Regions from separate parts of the Sus scrofa genome. Here region 1 is linked to region 2. The links are chromatin contacts, called in public HiChIP or PLAC-seq maps. All regions are on one chromosome and are shown on one strand. Each heading gives the region's core, a stretch centred on a gene start, on an enhancer-like site or on the middle of the called end of the contact. The rest is flanking DNA. Distances are from core to core; before and after follow the strand shown.

What was found. HiChIP or PLAC-seq counts read pairs in DNA pulled down with a chosen protein or histone mark.
Region 1: a contact with region 2 is called in an H3K27ac HiChIP or PLAC-seq map of skeletal muscle. The contact joins two enhancer-like sites. A contact is called at or near these places in 1 of 5 promoter capture datasets (liver), 1 of 47 Hi-C or Micro-C datasets (embryonic fibroblasts) and 1 of 2 datasets of contacts at active chromatin or transcription factors (skeletal muscle).

Annotation. Positions count from the first base shown.
Region 1 is chr8:120,825,182-120,828,882 of Sscrofa11.1, reverse strand. It overlaps MTTP (microsomal triglyceride transfer protein), which reads left to right. Exons shown (of 18, transcript NM_214185.1): 16 at 3,235-3,359. Among named protein-coding and RNA genes, the nearest start is that of MTTP, 44 kb to the left of the region's middle. Within about 2 kb of position 2,207, at least 7 of the 83 cell types and tissues checked have an H3K27ac peak or open chromatin away from gene starts, as enhancers often do. A contact at or near this core is called in skeletal muscle, where this site is marked.
Region 2 is chr8:120,710,330-120,713,768 of Sscrofa11.1, reverse strand. No RefSeq gene overlaps it. Among named protein-coding and RNA genes, the nearest start is that of DAPP1, 11 kb to the right of the region's middle. Within about 2 kb of position 1,843, at least 8 of the 83 cell types and tissues checked have an H3K27ac peak or open chromatin away from gene starts, as enhancers often do. A contact at or near this core is called in skeletal muscle, where this site is marked.

The sequences.
Region 1 (3,701 bases), core at 958-3,457, 110 kb before region 2:
GAATGCCTAAGAGCGCTGAGAAAGTAGTCCACATTTGAAGATGCAGGAATAATTACAGTTCAGTACCATCTGTCTGGACTCACCTACCCATCAACAATACCTAAGGGTCTGAATTGAGTTATAAAACTTGATGCTAACATAGTGGTAATCTAGAGCAGGGCTAGCAAACTTTTAATGTAAAGGGCAAAAAGTAAACAGTTCAGGCTCTGTAAGACACAAGGGTCTCTGTTGCAACTACTCAACTCTGCTCATTGTAGAGTGGTATATTAACATATGAATATGGCACTGCTCCAATAAGTTTTTTATTTACAAAAATAGCCAGAGGGCCAGATTTGCCTGCTGGCCAGTGTTTGCCAACCCCTGATCTACATGATCTTGTAAGGTTTTTTCTATTCACTAAGCCATGGCACCATGGGCACATTCTATGAGCGACATCTTCCCTTAGCTATTAAACAGAACCTAGTGCCAGCATTTGTTAGAATGGAGTATGTAGCAGATGTGGGTTTATATACAAATAAGCTGTTTGAGTCTCCCTGCCTCTGCAGAGCACTCCAGTAATGCCATCCCAGCTACAGAGGCACATACCACTCTAGGTCAAGTGCTGACATTGGAGGAAATTTTGGCAGTGGATGGCCTGTCACAGCCCCAGGGCAGATGGAATTACTCTTCGCTCACCCTCCTCTCTCTCTCTTTTCAGCTAATTGGATTAGTCTTCAGAGAAGGATGTCTGATAAAGTTAGATTAATAGGGGGATCCTCTTTAGCCAGAACATATTTTCCTGAATGGAAGCAATGGGATGAGCTGTCAAAATACCAGTGTCTGAACTATAAGAAAACCCATGGGACCAAAAGTAAAAGATCAAAGGGGTCATATGAGCAACAAATACAAAGCTCAAGCATCTTGTTCTTCTAGCCTATAGACAAGAATTTAAATAAATATGTGCTCTGGGTCAAACAAGGACATTACCCTATGCTTTATCTTTTTTTTGCAATATTTCTCAGAATAGGCTTCCTCACGCAGTAGGAGACAAACAAGAACTGTAATTTCATGATAGCCATGTATGGTATTAGAAAAGTTTCCCCACTAGAAATAGTCTGGGTATTCATTCTAGCTCCACATGTAATCTCCTAGCCTGGGTTTTCTTTCCAATCTTCAGATATAATACCTACCATGGAAAATTAGTATGGGAATTAAATGAGATATCAAATATAGAGGCTTGGGGGTGCAAGAAGTGAATAATAAGTTCTCCTTATTTTTTTACTCTTCATAACTTAGAACCACTGCACTATGTGGTTTAGTCCTTTTCACAAAGGAAAGAGAAGTGTGTCCTTCTATAGGGATCTGTGGTCTGTCCTTCTGTGGGGGTCCAAGCAAATTTCTCTGTGACTATACACAAGAATTCTCCTGTGATGCCTTGGCATGAGAGAAGTGGAGTTTTCCCAGAAAGCCGAGGTGTTCCTCAAAACCCACACTGCAGTGGAAATGCTCTCTCCCCACAAAAGGCACATGGTCTAGTAGCCGTGAAATGTTCTTTTCCATGGGACTTGGTGTGTTTTGACATCTACATAATGTACGTCAGTGGGAAAGCCAAAGTCCATGTCACGGACCTCTGCTGAGTTGGCGAACAAGATTATCGTGTTCCAACTGGAAACAGAGAACGTGAGCCAAAGAAAAGAAAGACTGGCACCCAGTAGGGTTTATTTGGGAATGATCACAATTAGAGTGCATACCTTGATTCTGCAGCTTAGAGCATAGGTTACAATTAGGACATGGTCATTGTGGTTTTGTCAGGATACTGTGTATTCCTTCAGATTAGTTATGATGCCCGAGGAACCCCCCGCATCTTACAACAAAACATCCCGTTCTAGACCTAATGTAGCAGTAAGGATCCTCAGGGCTCTTTCCTAATGCGTCCTGAGCCCAGTGTGGAGAATCTCATGCCTTCATCCAAGTGTCTTTCCGACTGAAGGTAGTTTCCTGCCCCATTCAGACTTTTTCCAGTAAATCAAGTTCTGTGACTGGGATTTCTTGCCTCATTTTTGCAAAGTAGAGAGAAGTCAGGGAAATCAAGGATCAACACAATCCTTTCTAGAAAGTGAAATCATGGCATTCATAGTTGGGGAAAGAAAGCATGGCTTGTTTGGTCTGAGTAGGGCAGTTACATAAAGAAGTTAGTCATGCTGCCAGTTGCCATGAACCTAAGATCTTTGGAGGAATATCAAAATTAAGAGTACTGAGCCTTTTTCCCAGAACTGTTATCATTTCCCACACTGTCTCCAGGCAATCTGATTCCAATCCAGCTGCAAAAGTTTTCAGCCAGCACCACCCCATCTAATGTACATAGAAATTGTGAGAATTAAAGTGTAAATGCTGGCAAACAGCATAAAACAATGGGTTTCAGACAACTACAGAATTGCTGAGGAAGGACTATGTTTATAAATGAATCCTGTCCTCTGGAATATGCTTTGGAGTTTGTGTTGGTCTTGTTATTTTGTTGTCACTTCAAAGGTCGAACAATAAAGTATAAAGGCTTAGTTAAGTTGCCTTGCCTTAGCTTTCCTTTCCTAGGCAATCCCTGGAACTAGGATACTGCTCTGGCAGTTTTCATCCTGCCTTTCATTTGCCAGCGGGATGCAGTTTACTATATTTGACACAGCACATAACTACAGAAGTGCTAAAGGACTTCGAGAGATCATCTGTCCCCACCTCTCACCCCTACCCCAAAGCCACGCGGAATTCCTCACGGAGATGCCTTCATTTTCCCTAGTCTGGTGGTTCTCACATTTGGGTGCATCAGAATCACATGAGGGCTTAGTAAAACACAGATTTCTGGGGTCAGATTAGTTATTAGTTTCTAACTCAGTGGGTATGGGGCTTGCATCTCTAACACGTTCCCTGGATGCTCATGTTAATTGTCAGGGAACCACACTTTGAGAAACATGGCCCCTTCCAAAGTGCGGCAAGGATGGAAAGAAAGCCCCTTCTCAATGGACTCTAAACTACTTTAGTATTTTAATTGACTAAATGATTTAGCACATCAGTAATCTTCTGGTGATTAAGATTCGAATGTGTTTCCAAGCTTAGAGAAAGACATCAACATTAACACAACTCAGTGGCATTATGTAGAGCAGGAGGTTGAATGTGCCTTTGGAAAGGGGCTGGCCAAATTTTGTGCTTCTTCCTCTTTTTCTTCTCCTCCTCCTTCTGACTATTATTATACATTTTTGTTTCTAGGAGCTTCAGTTGCAATCTGGACTTAAGGCCAATATGGAGGTCCAGGGTGGTCTAGCTATTGATATTTCAGGTTCAATGGAGTTTAGTCTGTGGTATCGTGAGTCAAAGACCCGAGTGAAAAATCGGTAAGCATAAGTCTAATGCTCTATGCAAAGAACCGCAGAGATAGCTTTTTGGAATTGTTTAACCTTCTGACCTATCAAAACCTAGGCTTTCTATTTGTAATTATCAATCATAGAGTAGGAAATAACCATGGGAAGTCATTATTTCCATAGCTTCTTGGAATGGAAGGGTAGGTACCTAATAGAACTCTGCCAAGAATTTTTTGCTTTTAAAGACATCCATGGACAGCCTGCCCAGTGGACAAGATGTTTATCTTTTCTTGGTATCCCACTGTAGTAGGTGACAGTGCTGTCAGAAAACTTTACTGGAGTTCCCGTTGTGGCGCAACAGAAACGAATCCGACT
Region 2 (3,439 bases), core at 594-3,093:
CAGAACACATCTCTGCCCTGGGCAGCCCGCATGTCTTGGCTCAGGAACAGAAGAGGCAGCAGCCTTTGGACCAAAGAGCTTATTGGAGTATAACCGGAAGTGAAACATTTTGATGGAATTCATGCTGAAGAGTTTCAGACTCCAGAGTTCCTGCTGTGGTGCAGTGAGCTAAAAAACCTGCATCATCTCTGTGGAGGTGCAGCTCCGTGCAGTGGGTTAAGGATACCATATTGCCGCAGCTATGGGGCAGGTCACAGCTGTGGACCAGATTCGATCCCTGGCCTGGGAATTTCCATATGCTGCAGGTGCGGCCAAAAAAAAAAAGTTTCAGATCCTCTGAGAGTAAAGCTAATGCATCATGTACTTCCAGAGCAATTATTGCTTTTTACTGGTTGAAAACTTCGAAACGATTCAGATCCTTGGAATTAGTGATCTTCCCCACCATCTAGATAACGAACAATTTAGGTAATAACATTTGCTTTAACTGCTTCTAAAAGGCCTTTGGAAAATACATTCTTGAAATGACCAAAAAAAAAAAAAGTATAAAGCAAATCTCGGCCCAGATGTGGGCATTTTGCTAAGTTCATTCCCAGTTACAAGTTAGCAGTGTGTTGATCCAGTTGACACTGAAGACCACTTACACCTGCAAAGGAGAAGCCAGAGCCTAGGATTTCGGAGGAATCGTGAACATGTGCGTATTTGCCAGTGTGTGTGTTTGAAGCTGGCCTCAACTTACAGAAGAAAACTTGCGTCAATTTTCCATGTCAGGAAATTATCATTATCCCCAAAGAGTTTTTGATTCCTCTACCATATGATCAGCTTATAGTCGGAGAAAGATGAAAACACTATCTGAAAGGAAAAATGTGCTTAGGAAATTCACTACCCCTCTTGCTGATTTTTAGGTAGTTTCCACAAAGCTGACATGGGTTTGTTTGTTTTTTTTTTTTTCTTTTCTTTGTGGCTGTTTCTCTTACAAAAGAAATGAATAGCTATCTAACCAAGAGGATGTTTTAAGAAGTTTGAGTTTAACCTTTGCGTTTGGTCCTAAAACTAAGGATTCTCAAGATCCCAACTTCCAAGCAAGAAGAAATGAACCATAACATTCTTTGTAAACATATCCCCTCGCCACAACGAGGAGTTTTGGTGATTACAGCTAGCCGTGATGCAAGTTCTCAAGAGGCCAGGTCAGTGTGGCATTAGGAGTGGAAAGCACAGACTCTCTCAGAGTCCCAGACACCCTCTCTGCCCTAGGCTTCCATCTGGATCATTCCCAGCCCGTGGCGTCTCACGTGGAACCTTGTCTAACTCTGCCAGCTCCCGCAGGTCCTACATTCGGTGGAAACTTCTCCTCCGCACGTTACTTCCCATTCTCCACATTGGGCGACACTGCTGACATGCAATACTCCAGACTTCCAGAGTCACTGCCGGTAATTCACTATCCTTCGTGGCAGGGGTCCGTGAACCACTCTACAGATGCTCTGAGTCCCAAGGCTTGAATGGCATGTTCTGAAAATCCCTTATGGAGCAGTGGCAGAGCCCAGGGCAGATGAGAGAGCCCCAGTGCAGATGGATCACCCCCCTCCCCATACAAACTCAGGAAGTGAAAATGTGGCCTCAGGCTCTGTGGCAGGGGAGAACTTGTAGTCGGGCTAAATATAGCGACCCGCACTGGAGGACAGCCAGTGCCCAGGGTGCCAGCCTCACAGGAGCATTCTAGGATCCTTAATGGCCACAGGTGGGCTGCATAGTTCTTGTAAAGCTCGCCTAAAAATAAACCTTCAATGAGTCTAGCTCCCAGGGTCTGTGGTGTTATCATTTTAAAAATCAGGATGAAAAGAAGTAGCAGGGAGAAGGAAGAAGAGATGGTTATTCTTGGGAAATCAGAGGAGGCACAGTCTATGAGTTGCAGGGGAGTAATACTGAAAGTTGATTTTTTTTCTTCTCCGTTTTAAAAAATGTCTTACAGATGATGATTGCATGAGCTCTTTCCCGTCACTCCTGGTTTTGTAAAAGCCTGAGAAATGGATGTGTCAATCTGGACTCCTCACCGCGGGGGGGGCTCTGAGGATAAGTCCTGCCTCACCTCCAGAGCTGTGGTGTGCAGTCTGGGGTGCCAGCCTCACACAAGCGGAAGCGAGCCCGCTGACAGGCCAGCAAGGGGCCTTCTCCACTCCCCAGGGAGCCCCACCTCCTTGGGTGCAGTGGGGGTGGGGATGAACGAGGGCTTTGGAGTCAGATAGATGAGGAGTGTGAATCAGCCTTTCACTCTACTGCCGTTTCCATATGCAAGCCTTGGGTTATTTTTTTCAACCTCCCGAAATATAACACCCATCTTTCAGACTCTGTGAGATGGGATAAGGGAATGGTGCAGGGTGGTTTCCAAGGGGCCTTGGATGGATGTGATACCGTAGGTTCACATTGAGGGATCCTGGCTTCGCATCTAAGTAATCGCCTTAAATAATGGGAGGGATCACAGCTGGCTTTTCGTGCAGCTAAGACCCTTTGTTAAAGGACCCACTGTAGAGCACAGGGAGATCTGCTCAGGACTCTGTAGTGATGGATACTGGAAAGGAATCTGAAACGGAGTGGATATTTGTGTAGGCAGAACTGATTCACTCTGCTGTGCACCTGAAACTAACACAAACTTGTAAGTCAACTATATTCCCATAAAACTAAAATTAAAAAATCCTCATGATTGGGTATTGGGTATGGAGTACTGGGGACAGTGTTAGTTTTACAGTGGTGGTTCCATAGGATAACTCCCAGGAAATAACGTTTGATGGACACCGGAAGCAAAGAGGGAAGGTGCTCTTGTAAATTGAAGCGTGTATTTCAGAGATTCTCTGATTTTTTAAATTTGACTCCCAACCTACAGTCAAATGAATTTCCTTCCTTGCTAGAAGGTGAGTGAATTATGAGGGCTCAGCTCTGCCTAACTGGCTCCTTGCTTCTATGTTTGCCATTGGGGGTCTTTCATATTTTCAGACACATTTTCCCCTTCCTCAAAAACCGAAGCCATCTCAGCACCTCTGTCGTTCCTGTCTCCCCCATCTAGCGACTGTCTAGTGTTCCATGAACCCTTAGTCTCTTAACATTGGACACATGTCGAACCATTTTCTGCTGAGGGATTTCTCCAGAGACATAGCCTACAAGTTAAGTTTCCCAATTCATCAAAGCCACTCTCTCCTCTCAAACTCCTTCATTTAAATATAATCCTCAATCCATAAACAGCTTCTTCGGTCATGAGTTGGCCCCTTTTTTGTTGGACTCTTTTGTTTCTATCTAAGTCTCCTCCTTTTGATAGGGATGGAGTAGGCACAGGTGGTTGTAGAAGGCCCAATAGGGAATCATAGAGAAAGAGGGAAACCTGGGATGTTGGGAAACCACTGTCAGTTCCAGAAAGCCATCAGAACAAGGCAGCCTTGCTTAACTAGTGGAG